2 separate regions of the Cricetulus griseus genome follow, and region 1 is linked to region 2. Evidence: chromatin contacts called from public Hi-C data. All regions are on one chromosome and are shown on one strand. Each heading gives the region's core, a stretch centred on a gene start, on an enhancer-like site or on the middle of the called end of the contact. The rest is flanking DNA. Distances are from core to core; before and after follow the strand shown.

Region 1 (2,700 bases), core at 85-2,584, 140 kb before region 2:
TTCTTGCCTTTTGTGCATTTCCTATGAACTGGTAAGGACAAGGGCGCCTGGCTTACCCAACCAGTATGTACCCAGCACACAGCAAAAAAAAAAGGTTTAGTAAATGCAGAAATTCAAAGAATGCAGAAATAAGGTTAGGGTTGGGCTGTGGTGGTGCACACCTTTAATCCCAGCACTCTGGTCTCTGTAAATTCGAGGACAGCCTGGTCTACAAGAACTACTTCCAGGGCAGCCTCCAAAGCCAGAGAAACCCTGTCTTGAAAAAACAAAACAAAACAAAAAAAAAAAAAAAAAAAAAGGAAAAAAAAAAAAAGAAAAAGGTTAGGGCTGGAGCTGGTTTAATGGTGCAGAGGACCCGGGGTTTAATCTCAGCAGTCACTTGGTGGCTCACAATCATCTGTAACTTCAGTTCCAAGGCTTCAGATAATCTCTTCTGATTCCTTTGTGTACCAGGCATGCACAATATATATATATATATTATATAAAGCCAAAACCCTGACACTCACAAATTAAATCCAAAAAAAAGAAAGAAAAAGCATTCAGTGCTTTGGATGAGACCGATAGTACGAGGATGTTAAGATAAAAGACTGGGGACGGATCGGTGAAGCTCTTCGCAATTCCTGTGGACGTTCATAGCTGAGATGTCTTCTATACACGTGTGTGTGGGGTCTCCATTTTATTGGGAACCCTGTCAGATGCTGAAACCGCGTGCGTGTTGCTTACATACCTCGTATATTTGGAATAGGGTTCTTTTTAACCCAAAGCATCTAGTGGATTAAAAAGAACCTCAAAGCTCAGAGCTTAACGGTTACAGGACCAACCCAGGCTTTGGAGTGAATTCTCCCTGCGTCTCTTGGGTGGAATCTTGGTAAACTTCGCACAGGTGTCCTCCGCGGTTACACGCCGTACTGCCAGTGGGGGCTTAAGCAGTTCCTCCCAGAGAGCTCTCGCTCAGCTATTTTAAACTACCATTTAACGGGCCCAAGCAGCCTCTCTGGTCCCCGAGTTAGTTCTCGCGCCGCCAGCTCCCCTGTGGGGAATCGCTGTCCCATCCTCAGAGCCACACAAAGGCACCGACCAAAAATGGCGACTCGGGGGCCACCCGAGGCCGTCGGTTACCGGTCGCAGCACTCAGAGACACGATCCGGTAACAAACACCTAGGGCAGGGGCCCACGCCGAGGTGGGAGACGCAGCGCTCGCCCACGCCAGCCGCACGCAGCGGAGAGCACGAGCGGCGAGCGAAGCCCACGGCCAGCCTCACCGCTCAACCACGTGTCGGAGCGAAGTCTGCGCCTGCGCGAGGCGGGCGCGCGCCCGGCGGCCGGAAGAGCCGCGCGTTTCCGGGTTGGAGGCGGGGAGCGGTGCCGGAAGTGCTTGGGGAGGGCCGCGCAGTCGGACCGGCTGCTGAGACGAAAGCTTCACTGGGGCAGTCTCCGCATATCATGGGGAGATAGACGCTGCTGCCTGTGAGTCTTGGGCCCTGGCAGTGGAGGACGAAGAGCGGGAGGAGGGCGTCAGGACCCAGACCCACAGAGGGGCAGTGCTGAGGAACTAGGTTGTGGAGGAGAGACGGGGCTGTGAGGAGCCAGGCTCTTGGGACGCGACTTGAAGGGTTCGGGCTCGCAGGAGCAGCGGCTGTTGGGGACTCGGGCTCCGAACGAGAGAGACTTAGGGGACGAGGACGTGTGTGAGTTCTGCAGCATCTGAGGGAAAGCCGTCTGAGAGGGACTGGATGGTGAGGACCGGTACTTTTTAGGAGGCGAGGGTAGGAACGAAACGGGGCGTGAAGACACGGGCTCCAGAGAGGTAAAAGTGGAGCGGCGAGAGGACTCGGGCTCCTAAGAGACAGAAGCGGGACAGCCAAGTCCCCGCTCCCGAGGATTCAGAAACCGGGCAGCAAAGACTTAGGGAGCGGAGAGACAGAAGCGAGCAGAGAAGACTTGAATTTGGGAGGGAATAGAAACGGGCAGTGAGGACTGGGTCTTCTTTTGGGACGGAATCGGGGCTTTCTTCAGACTCAAGTGTTCCTGAAGGGACAGGGCTGTGAGGACCGAGCTCTTAAAAGTGGAGGATCTAAGGGATCGTGGCTGGTAGATCAGCCTCTAAGGGAAAGAGGTTTGAAAAGATTGAGCAATCTGTTCTCTGTACCCAAAGGGATGAAAGATATATTCGGGGAAAGACTTCTTGTCGCTGCCTATCTGGCTTTTTGCAGTTAGACTTTTCTCTGTCAGATACTCAAATCTAGAAAACCCTCATGAGACATCTTCGTTTTTCTTCTTCATTATTGTGAATCGGATATGAAGTTGGAAGCAGTTTGACCCGTTATATGCTTGATAAGTGCTTTAAGCCCCATTTCATTCAGCCCTTTTGAGTACAGATCTCTGAACCCACAAACTGTCACAGATGGAAGGGCATCAAAAGATCACTTTGAATACTTTTACATTTAAGGAAAGGAGGGTCCAAAGAAGGGTTAGGGTCTCGGTGAGCCAATTCTCAGGTTATTCAGTACTCTTCCATGTGCAGCAAATACCCTCAGACTCAGAAGGGGCATTTGTACAGATTTTAATACTTGGGTTACTATTATAACATTGACATGGATACAGTAAATGTCACAAGTGAGGAAGCAAACCTTTAAGTGAAATCCATTTTATTTTTCAATAAGCTGTTGAGAAAGTCACAAGTAAACGTGGCCTATATTT
Region 2 (2,760 bases), core at 207-2,706:
CCCTCCTTAGCCACCTAGTATTGGGGGTTTCAGGGATGTCCCACAACTTGCTAGTAAAGACACAACCAACAGCCAGTATTAAGGTCCTTCCATCTCTATACAGTATTAACACAATCCAAGAGCCTTCAAGTCATTTCCATTATAAAATGCCAAACAGAATAATGAACACTTTTTTGGCTACGTGTCTAGGGTGGGAATTTAGCCTCAAAACACCTTTCCTGATTCATGTAAAGGAGTCCCTGTTGTCTTCCCTCAGGAATTCTAAATACTAGTCAGTTTTCAAAGGCCTTCATAAAACTTTACCCTTATGCTAAGTCTTGCGATGGGGTCTTTGACGGGACATGCAGTTACCAAGATCTAAAACCAAATTGAATCAAATCCAAGAATTCAGCGGTGACCCAAAATAATACATTTTATCACCCATCACATACTGAGTTTCTAGGTTTCTCTACAGAAAAAAAAAAAAAAAGTTCTTCAATGAGCGGACTTTTTCTTTAGAGTTTTTGCTTAAAAAAGAAAAAGGATGCAGTCTGGGGAAATCGAGGAGCTGCGTGGGCGAATGAAGTGTCAAAGACTACTTGCAGGCAATGAGTGATGCCCTAGAAATCACACTCTTTCAGGTTTCTAAAGCAATGATTCACTTGAGTTCTCTGCCCACTCTCTCTCACACACCCCCCCCCCCATCTGCCACACACATCGAAGTCAATTCCACTCTTTCTCAGTTTCCGGGGTTGGGGCTTCAAGCCTCACTTCTTTTTCTTGGATACCATCCTCTGGCGGAGAAAAGCGCCTTGAGTTGTGATCCCTAGCTGCGGGAGGCTGACGTTTAGAAACTGGACAATAACCTCGAGATTTCCACCGAAACTATGCCAGGCTCCGAAGCCTCGGTTCTGCTCAGTCGGGATGCAGAGGTCTGAGGGAGGTCACTTTTGAAAGATGGACTTTGACCCGATCCAGTTACTGTAACCGGATCCCCAGGGAGCGGCCCCCGGCAGGACGTGCGGGCTCCCCCGGAGACCGAGACTCCACGCAGCGCCACAAAGGCGGAGAAGCGGCTCAGACAAAAGGGCCCCGCGGAGCCTGGGGGGGCGGAGAGCGCGAGTGTGCGCGGGCCCGGCCCCAGGCGGGGACACCGCAGCGGGACCGTTGTGGGAGGGCCGAGGGAGGAGGCTACGGCCCGCCACGCCCTGGCTGCACGGACGGCCGCCCGCGCCGTTACCCCCCACTCCGGCCCGCCCGCCCGCGACCCTCAGCGCAGCCGAGCCGAGACCGCGGCTGCAGAGCGCGCGAGTCGCTCACTTTCCCTACTTTGGAGAACTCACCTAGGTCGCCGCTGCCTCCTCAGGATCCACAGCACTTTCTCCCGGAAATCCTACCTGGTCTCTGGCTGCCTGGTTCTAGCCAGAGCCTTCGGCCCCAGGGGAGGGGGGCGGGGGCAGCAGGCTGGACAGTGAGGATAGGAAGTGCCTCCGCGGAGGCTCACGGGACTTGTAGTCGCCAGCAGTGGCCAGCTGTGTGGCGACCCAGACAAAATGGCGGGAACTGCCGGCCCTCAGCTGCTTGGTGCCGAGCCCCCGGCTCTGCCGGTCTGGGCATGCGCACCAGCGGCCGGCGCACGGCACATAAATGGATTTGGGCCGCTTGCCTAGTTCCGAGCGAGGCGAAGGTCCCCGGGCTTGGGAGGACACTCCCCGCAATGCCCAAGAAAGGAGCTGATGTATGCGTGGTGTTCTACAGCCTGTGTCTCAAACTACCCAGAGCCGATTCGAAGCGCAAAAAAAACTAATAAACAAGTTACCCTCAAATATTGTGCGAAAGTAAGGAACCCGGCCCATTAAGCGCATTCAACATCCACACTCCCTGCTGTTTGTGTATTTTCCCCACTATCAACTAGCAGAAGCCACCACCTGTCTCATTCCAGGACCCAGGGCTATCACCCGCCAGACACCCTCCTCGCTGCTTGCTGGAGGATCTTTCTAAAGCCAAACACACGGGTCACACCCATATTAACCTATATGTAACTTGTTCTTTCTTTTTGTTCTTTGAGACTGGGTTTCTCTGTGTAGACTATGCTGGCCTCGAGCCCACAGAGATCCACTTGCCTCTGCTTCCCAAATGCTGAGCTTAAAGGCGTGCACACCTAGCCTAAATGTAAATATTTTTAAATTATGATACATGCAGAAAGAAACACAAGAGAAAACGTATGCCTTTCAAATACACAATCAATAACATTAAAAAATAGTAATAAATTACAACCCAGTTATGGTGGCACACACCTGTATTCCTAAGTGTGATGGTGACAGATGCTGTGAGTCCGAGAATAGTTTAGTCTACCAGTTCCAGGGCAATCAGAGCTACATAATGAAATCCTGTCTCAAAAAAAAAAAAAAAAAAAAAAAAAAAAAAACAAACAAACAGGCCAGCCAGATGCTGTCTGGAAATAACAGTAATAATAATAATAATAATAAATGATAATAATGCCAGCAGTTGGGAGGCAGAAGCAGGCAGATAGTGAGTTAGAGGCCAGTCTAGTCTACAAAGTCAGTTCCAGGACACACACACACACACACACACACACAAAGGTGTGGGGCGGGGGGAGAGAAGAAAGAAAGAAAGCTGGCTAGAAAGAAGCTAAGTCCAGGCATTCATAAGGAATAATAAGTTCCCATATGTTTGTTTGGGAGCTGGGTGGCAGCCGCCCCCAGGGGAGAAAAAAAACCCAAATTAAGCTTTTGTGTCCATGTAATTTGTTTTTTGTTT

Evidence for each region. A called contact is a pair of places that touch in the nucleus more often than the background predicts.
Region 1: a Hi-C map of the CHO-K1 cell line shows a contact between it and region 2, with 3 times the contacts expected there. The contact joins the promoter of Taf12 here to the promoter of Phactr4 in region 2. A contact is called at or near these places in 3 of 8 Hi-C or Micro-C datasets (the CHL-YN cell line and the CHO-K1 cell line).

What each region holds. Positions count from the first base shown.
Region 1 is chr2:20,973,846-20,976,545 of CriGri-PICRH-1.0, reverse strand. It overlaps Taf12 (transcription initiation factor TFIID subunit 12), which reads left to right and starts at 1,334. Exons shown (of 6, transcript XM_027399497.2): 1 at 1,334-1,467.
Region 2 is chr2:20,829,831-20,832,590 of CriGri-PICRH-1.0, reverse strand. It overlaps Phactr4 (phosphatase and actin regulator 4), which reads right to left and starts at 1,456. Exons shown (of 13, transcript XM_035439554.1): 1 at 1,323-1,456.